Linked DNA regions of Oryctolagus cuniculus: region 2 is linked to region 1. Evidence: chromatin contacts called from public Micro-C data. All regions are on one chromosome and are shown on one strand. The core of a region is the stretch at or near the end of the contact, and the rest is flanking DNA. Distances in the headings are between cores, read along the strand shown. Region 1 holds the start of OSBPL11 (oxysterol binding protein like 11). Region 2 holds the start of LMLN (leishmanolysin like peptidase).

Region 1 (4,185 bases), core at 951-3,450:
GATACCGAATGTGTTTCGCTTTCCAATTTGCGACTGGGTTTCAATGTGTTAAGGATATCAGACCCTCTAAGTACCTGGAATTTTACTCTACCTTGCTTCCTTAGATTATGAATCAGAACATCCCTGCCAAGTAGCTGATAATCTGAAAGGGTTCGTCTTAAACCACACACACATACAAAAGGGTCATACTAATTCTAAAAGCCTAGGCACCTTACAGTAACTAGACATAGCTTTCTATCCTACAGTCATTTACCAATAAAAAGTTAAAATCTTCTACACTGTTTCTGTGTGTTAATATAGTCATGCATAATAACTTACTCAGGATAAATGAGGAAAATCCCCCACGAAACCTTGGCCTCAGCCCCTTCCAAGTTTCTCACAATTTCACAAACAGTTCAAGGACTAAAAGCAAGTAGGGTCATGCACACCCGCAGTGAACCAAAATTTAAGAATTCATCCTTTTAGTTTCAGTACCATGGAATGTCCTGATTTCACTCATTCTCAAGATTCTGAATGTTATAGCCCCCTATCCGTTACCTATTGAAAGCAAAACAAAACGCTGTGTTGCTCCTTCAGGGCTTTCTTGCTATTCCTTAGGTTTTTTTTGTTTTGTTTTGTTTTTTTTCATTCCTACCCACGAAAGTAACAAATACAGAATTTGTCATCAAGTTGGCCGGGTCCACTCAAACTGAAACATCCCCAGGCTGGGGTTTAGAGTATCAGAAGCACTGGTTCCCTGCACCTTTGCCTTGATGGTCCAATGACTTATGGACAGCCCCCTTTCTCAGTCACAAACACCTCGGGGGTGGAATCATGATTCAGTTAACTCAATCATCTGTCAAGCAAGTTTTGAGGAGCACCCAGCAGCTGCTAGGCTCTGGAAAGAGCTGAGTTAAACAGTTCCTGCCCTCTCCTGCTATGAGAAGGCTCGCTGGCACACGGATTACAACACAGGCTGAAACAGCAGTTCCGAATCAAATCAGAGGAAGAACTCACTCTTGGGCTAGGGAGGAAGTTGGGAGACAACATTTCTGTATTCCCCAAAGGCCCTCCCGAAATACCTGTGGAAGGAGCCAACGAATGAGTTAAATTCTGCCAACGAAAGGTGAGATCCCAGGTCCAAAGGAGAGGTAGCAGTTACTTCTAAGAAGCTAGCAGATGAGCGCAGCCTGTCAACTACGGGAATGCAGACCCCAGGCAAACTCAGCCCCACGCAACCCCCAGGAAATCACCTTGCAGAAAAGACCCCACCTGTACTGCCAGCCTTTCACGCCGCCGCCGCCGCCCCCGCCGCCGCGGCCGCTGCTGTTGCTGCTGTTCTTGTTGGGGGTCACGGCTGTGGCCAGGCCCTCCAGCTTGCCCTCGCTCTCCGAGACTTTCATCGTCGCCACCGGCTCGCCCCCCTGCATCTTCACTCCGAAGTCCATTCGCCCTTCTTGGGCGGGGGGGAACAGCTCGGTAGCTTTTGCCGTTGGTGCTGCTGCTTTTTGTTTTTGTTGTTTAGTGATCTGATCTGAATGTGATTCCAGTTGCTAAATCAGACGGCGGCTGGAGAGGGAATGGTCAAATGGCCCCAGAAAGGAAGATACGCATCCCCGACCGAAGTTAACTTTCCAGAGGGAAGGGACAGCGATGAGAACACAGCTATCCTTTAGATTAAATATTTACCCTCCCGGCAAAAACACGGAGGGGGAAAAATCACCCCTCCAGAGGTCTCGCAGACATGACTCCAAGGAGAAGCAGGCTCGTAAGGAGGTCGCCGACTCTCCAGCCAGGCGGGCTGGACTAGGACGGAGGGCCACGGACAGGGGCCCGGGGCCTGACCTCCGCGCTCCCGCGTCTCCTCCGGCCAGTCTTCCAGTGGAGGGCCCGTCCAGCCCGCTCGGCGCGAACCGCCGCAGCCCCCAAGGCAGAGCGGCGGCCAGCGCGCGCAGCTCGGGAGGAGGGTCGGGGAGGGAGGCCGCCGGGGGCGGGAAGCCGGCTTCCAGGGCCGTCTCTCCGTGGGCCAGAGGCGTGCCGCTCGGGGCGACTTTCTCCAACGCCCCTGGCCCTGGCCCCTCGACTGGGTTCCCAGGAATAGACGACTCTCAGCCCTCGCTCCAGCCGCAATTGCAATAGCCAGAGCCCCGGCCACCGCCCCACCCACAGCCCCACAGCGGGTGACCCACCCGCCGCCTCGCTCTCCCCGCCTTCCCTTCCGGAGTGGTGTGAGCTCACTTCCCCCTCAGGCGAAGTGCCCGGCGCCATCTTGGATAAGGGCAGCTCAGCCCTGGAGGGGGCGGAGCCTCCGAGGGTAGCGGTGACCAGAGGCTGATGGGTAAGAAAGGGAGCCGGAGGGCGAGGCAGGAGAACCAGAAAGAAGGGTCGGGAAGGAGAGAGAAACAAAAGAAGGAGTGGACCCAAAGAGTGCCCGGGCGGAGTGTGATTTCCGCCCTTTTTAACCAACCAGGTCCCATCCTTGCATCTGAGGGCCCCGTTCCAGGCATTTTAGGAAGAAAGGCTTGAAAAATAAGAAATTACGAAAAATAAAAAATACTGGTCGTTTTAGTCATTTTGAAAAAAAGGGAAAAAATAGCGTGACAGTGGAGTAAGGCAAATGGATGTTGCAAATGAAAAGGAAACTGTCCTGGAAGTTAGCACCTCTGAGCCAGTCAAGTACTCTCCTGACCCCAGATAAATCTTTCACCCTCTTTATGTCTTTGTCTTCGCATTAGTGAAATAAGAGTGGTTATCCAGGAGATTGCTAAAGTTCCTTCTAATTGCAATTCTAGTTCCCAACAATATGACTTGCGATTTAAACGTATAGAAAATTCTAGCACAGATACAGACAGTATTACTCAAACTTGTAAAATAAGGCTAAGAAGAAAAAAAAAGAGGGTGATAATAGAAAATAAATGAAATGGGATGAAGAACCCACCTCACAACAATCAAATTGACCTACAAAGAGATGAAGTTTCAAAAGAAAGATGGGGTTGGTGTTTGGTGCAGCAGTTAAAATGGTGCTTGGGATGCCAGCATCTCAGATGGGAATGCTGGGTTCAAATCCTGGCTCTTCTTTATAGATTTTAGCATCATGCTAAAAACTGGGAGGTAGCAGATGATGATGGCTCAAGTACTTGGATCCTGCTGTTTATTGGGGAGACTGGGATGGAGTTCCTGGCTCCTGGTTCAGCACTGGCTGTTGCAGGCATCTGGGGAATGAATCAGTAGATGGAAGATTCTCTCTGTGTGTGTGTCTCTCAGATAAAATGAAAACAAATAAATGAGTAAAGATAGCAATCAATTTGTTGAGGATTTGGAGAAATTGAAACCCTCATACATTGCTGGTGAAAATGTAAACTGTGGTGTAGCCATACAATGGAATATTGTTTGGCCATAGAAAGGAATGAAGGGCTGGTACATGCTACACCATAGATAGACTTTGAAAACATGATTCTGAGTAAAAGAAGCAAGACTCAAAAAGTGACATGTCATGTGCTCCATTTACATGAAATGTCCGGAATAGGCAAATCCTACAGACAGGAAGTAGATTAGAGCTTGCCAGGGGTTGGGAGAACGTAGGAATGGGCTGTGACCGCTTTTTTTGGAGGGGTGAAGGGGTGAGGGAGGGATAGTGAAATTCTTCTAAAATTAGTAGTAATGGATTTACAGTCTTGTGAATATATGTAAAACCCAGCTCATCATACACTTTAGATGGGTGAATTTGTGTCATGATAAAGCAATTATAATTATTTAAAAGGCAAATTCTCTAGGGAACTAACTTTACTAGAAGAAAAAGAGGAAGTAGGAATACTTAGGAGGCTGTGACAGGAAATGAAGTCAGAAATGACAGTAGCTAGGGGCTGATGCTGTGGTGCAGTGGGTTGCGCCATGGCCCACAACACCTGCATCCCATATGAATGCTAGTTCAAGTCCCAGCTGCTTCACTTCCCATCCAGCTCCCTGCTAATGAGCCTGGGAAAGCAGCAGCATATGGCCCAAATCCTCGTGGGAGACCCAGACGGAGTTCCAGGAGCCTGGCTTCAGCCTGGCCTACCCCTACCTGGCCATTGCAGACATTTGGGGGAGTGAAACAGCAGATGGAAGATCGCTTCTTTGTGTCTCTACCTCTCTTCACTGTATCTCTGCCTTTCAAATAAGTAAATTGAAATATTTTTTGGAAAGAAAGAAAGGAGAAAAGAAAAA
Region 2 (4,185 bases), core at 444-2,943, 130 kb after region 1:
GACAGAAAACCTTCCCTACCATGGAGACGGTCAAATACAAGTTGGGGATTGGCACACTGGCAACACCACTAAAAGGAAGCAGTTACCAAGGTTCCTTCTAGCACACAAATTCTACAGTTATCTGAACTGCTTTCTCTTATTTTAACTCAAATTCAAAGAGAAAAAACAGGGCTTTGTGGGAATTAAATTGAAAGGGGGGGGGGGGGGCCAAAATGCAATGTCATGATAAAAGCTGTAATACTTCTACTAACCTCAAACTTAGGATTTTGCCTCACATGGCAAAATCAAAAAGTATGCATGTGATACTTTTTACCACAAAAATGAGTGGTCATGGAGGATTTCTAGGCTGAATTGAAAATTCCAAGTGAATCTTGCCTGAAGTACTAAGACAGATTGTAAGCCCAATCACAACATGCAGCCCTGCTCCAGGTACTGGCCCTCTGGTCCCAGAATAATAGAGTATTGTGGGCCCACTTCAGAGCTAAGTTCTGTGTCTTGCGACAGGAACCTTATCCCAAGGCACCTTACAATTTAACTACAAAGGCAAGACCAGCTTGAAGAAGGAGCCATTACCACAGGGCAGTACTTGGTTATTCCATGCCTCAAAACAACACAGATAAGCCATACTATGAAATGGAAAGAACAGCAGGCTGCCCGAAGAACTTAAACAGGGAGAAAAATAAGGTGGGAAGCAGGCAGGTACTTCCAGGGCAGCGGAACTTGGCGCAGCAAAAATCACTTGAAAATGAACCTGGATTTTGTTTCCAGAACAACACCCCCCCCCCCCCATTTCCCTCAACACCTTTTGTCTGGCTCTCCTTTCTACACCTTCCCAAATCTTCCCATCAGTCGTTCCCAACGTGCGGTTCCTTGACAAGCAGCATCGCCACCTAGGAACTTGAACGGCCGATCCTGGGGACCCATCCCAAGCCAGAAAGCCGGGGCGCAATCTGTGTTGGCACATCGCTCCAGGTGGTTCTGAGGCATGCTCCAGTCCCAGAACCCCGCTCCCAGGGCCACCTCCCAAGCACGGCCTCCGCGCAGGAAAGAGATGAGGTTCCGAACGCCTAACAGAGCCTTCGCGGGGTGCAGGCGGCTGGCGGAGGTCGCAGCCCTGCCAGTCCAGTCTCGGTTCCAAATTCGGGTTCTCCTGCAGAACACCTTCTCCCAAACACCGCTCTCGGCGCCAGCCCCTCCCGAGTGACTTTCCCCTCCTAAGGCCCGCTCCCGCCCCTCCTTCGCCCTACCTCGGTGTCAGAGGGGACGTGGTGCCGGCAGGGAGGGGCACTGCCCAAGGAGACAGGAAGAGTTGTGACGCTCGTCGGGAGCCCGCCTAACAGCAGTAAGACGCCTCGGACCCACAGAGGGCCGCCGCGGCGCCACCGGCTCCGGCCCGGGCCTGGACACGCGTAATCTGCGGCTCCCCTGCACCCGGCCGCCATCTTCGGGCCCGCGTCGTTACCATGGAGCGCGTGACGCCTCCGCGCCGGACCCGCCCCGCCCCTCGCCGTCGGGGCAGGTGGAGGGAGCCGCCGGCGCGAGGACTGAACACTGGCTGGCGTCACCGGCACCGAGTTATCGCCGGCAACGAGCCCAGCGACCACGTCCGCCGCTCGCGGAGCAAAGCCGGCCAATAAACGCTGCTCAGTGGCCCACGTGGGCTGACCACAGGGAAGAACAAACGCCGGCGGGCGTTAGCCATAGACGGAGGGTGGCATGCCTGTTTTTAAATAGTGGCAGTTTTTCCAGTTCCTTTATTCACCAGAAATATGCAAGCACTTAGGTGGACATATAAACAGCTGCAGTATGAAAGGTGAGTGAAACCACCTTTTTACTTCTCAGTCACCATCTTTACGTCCGTATCAACTATTTCCTATGAAATCAATCGTGTTCTATAGTACTGTACTCAATTTCATCCTTTAATCTTCATCTAACCAAGAACTGCACTAACCCAGGAAGAGCAGGTGGCTACTGGCCATTAAGGCAACTACATTAAAAGCTGAGCTATGAGAAACTATGAAAAATGGAAAACTGGGGCCAATCTCCCCATGGCCCATGAACAAAATGAAAACCAGGGCTGAAAAGAGCTGAAAATTATTTAACGGGAACTGAATATTGGAGATTACTATAAATGACGATGCTCCAAAATGCACCAATATGATCCCCCAAATGAAGGTGGCAGCCAAAATACACAAGTGCACTAAAGATACTGTATAAAATTACCTTCAGGCTGTGTGCATAAAGATATGAAACGTAAGTTCCATGTTTAGACTTGGGTCCCATTACATTATTATAAATATGCAAATATCCAGAATCAAACATTTCAGAACCCTCTTTGAAAAGATGCTCACCCAGTCTACCATTTTACAAGTGAGCAAAAGTTCATTAATGTGTCTAAATAATGGTTGCTGGGATTCCAAAGTAACTTTCTTAAAAACAATGTATATATTTTTAGACTTACTTCAAAGACAGAGTAAAAGAGGAGAGTCACATCTTCCATCCGCTGGTTCACTCCCTAACCACTGAAGCTAAGCCAATCCGAAGCTAGGAGCCAGGAGCTTCTTCTCCATCTGATGTGGGTGCAGGGGCCCAGGCACTTGGGACATCTTCCACTGCGTTCCCAGGCAGCAGGGGGCTGGATCAGAAGTGGGGCAACTGGGACTTGAACCAGCAACCATATGGGACACCAGCATTACAGGTAGTGGCTTAACCTGATATGCCACAGCACAGTCCCCATATTAGTAACTTTCAAAACATGCCTTTTCCATTGCAAAATAAAATTGCTGATTGTGAACAAAGAATGGAAGTGGTCATTTCAAGCTCCTAGCTGTTAATAGCAGTGTCACCACAGAGGCAGTCTGAATGACAGTGGACAGGTGGGCATGCCACAAAGGCCCCTTTCTGTAGATACTCCTAACAAAGGTGACATGCGTTAGGAGACTTTCCCTTTCCATGCCTAATCCACACTTCTAATGTATGAATGCCTTCCTGGACATATCCACATGCTCCTCAGTCCCCTAATTTGTTGTCCCCCTAAACCCTTCCCTGGTTCCTCAGTTTTGTAACACAGCCAGAAAAACCAGGATTGCTAACCAGACTCCACAACCACTTTTAAAATGGTACCAACAGGGATGGTGTTGTGCTGCAGCAGAGAAGCCAGCCTTTCTTTGTCACAGGAGTGTCAAAACACTGCTTTGAGTTCTGATCTAACTTCCTAATGCACCTGGGAAAGCATGACTGTGGCCCATGTACTTGGGACACTCAGCAGCATTTCAAGCCCCAGGCTTTGTCCTGTTGCAGCAACTTGGGGATTTAACTTGGTTATTATCACTTTGCCTTCTGAATGAATCCTTTAACAAGGTATCATTGACATCATCTATTTCTGTGCTCAAAGATACACAATTTTCCCTGGTGACAGTTCTACCATAATTATGTCTCCCAAATGAATTAAACCATGATGACACTATTACATACAGGAGTATTAGTCTAGGGGCTGGCATTGTGGTGTAGTAGGCAAAGCTTCCATTCCAAATGGGCAATGGTTCATGTGCCAGCTCCTCTGCTTCTGATCCATTTCCCTGCTAATGGTCTGGGAAAGCAGTGGAAGGCCCAACTGCTCCAGCCCTTGCCACTCGTAGGAGATACCAAGCAGCAGCTCCTGAGTCCAGTCTGCCCCAGCACTGGCGGTTGCAGCCATTCGGAGCCAGTAGACCTTTGATCTCTTCAACTCTTTCAAAATCTTCAGAAACATTTATGTAAAAATCCTCAGGACAGATTGTAAAATCTCATCTTGCGACTTTTCTAGATTTACTTTCAATCATTCACCCAACAGACTTGTTCACACCAAGTGATCATTTGAATACCTCCGCAGATGCCTTCTGTGTTCCTAAGATTGTTGTGCCATTTCTTTTTCTGGGATGGCTTATTTTTCCTTCTGGACATACACTTTAAAGCTTTTATTATATAAGCAACATATTCACATGCCCCATATCCCTATTCCCAGAGTACCAATCACATCTACTTAAGCAGCTTCATGAACAAATTATGCTTTTTTTTGAGACCTAAATCCCACTGGAGTAGGTCCAAAATTGGCACTTCCAGCCCTTGAACCAAGACTGATTCCAATTTCCTTCCTGCACCCCTTCCTTCAAAGGTCTTTCTCCCAATGCACATCTAGCAGGCAAC

What was found. A called contact is a pair of places that touch in the nucleus more often than the background predicts.
Region 2: a contact with region 1 is called in a Micro-C map of ear pinna, with 4 times the contacts expected there. The contact joins the promoter of LMLN here to the promoter of OSBPL11 in region 1. A contact is called at or near these places in 2 of 6 Hi-C or Micro-C datasets (ear pinna and an unstated tissue).

What each region holds. Positions count from the first base shown.
Region 1 is chr4:81,976,576-81,980,760 of mOryCun1.1, forward strand. It overlaps OSBPL11 (oxysterol binding protein like 11), which reads right to left and starts at 2,201. Exons shown (of 13, transcript XM_002716544.5): 1 at 1,252-2,201. The coding sequence starts at 1,427. LOC138849304 (a long non-coding RNA gene) reads left to right here and starts at 2,275. Exons shown (of 3, transcript XR_011387968.1): 1 at 2,275-2,317.
Region 2 is chr4:82,109,181-82,113,365 of mOryCun1.1, forward strand. LMLN (leishmanolysin like peptidase) reads right to left here and starts at 1,694. Exons shown (of 17, transcript XM_002716542.5): 1 at 1,248-1,694. The coding sequence starts at 1,442.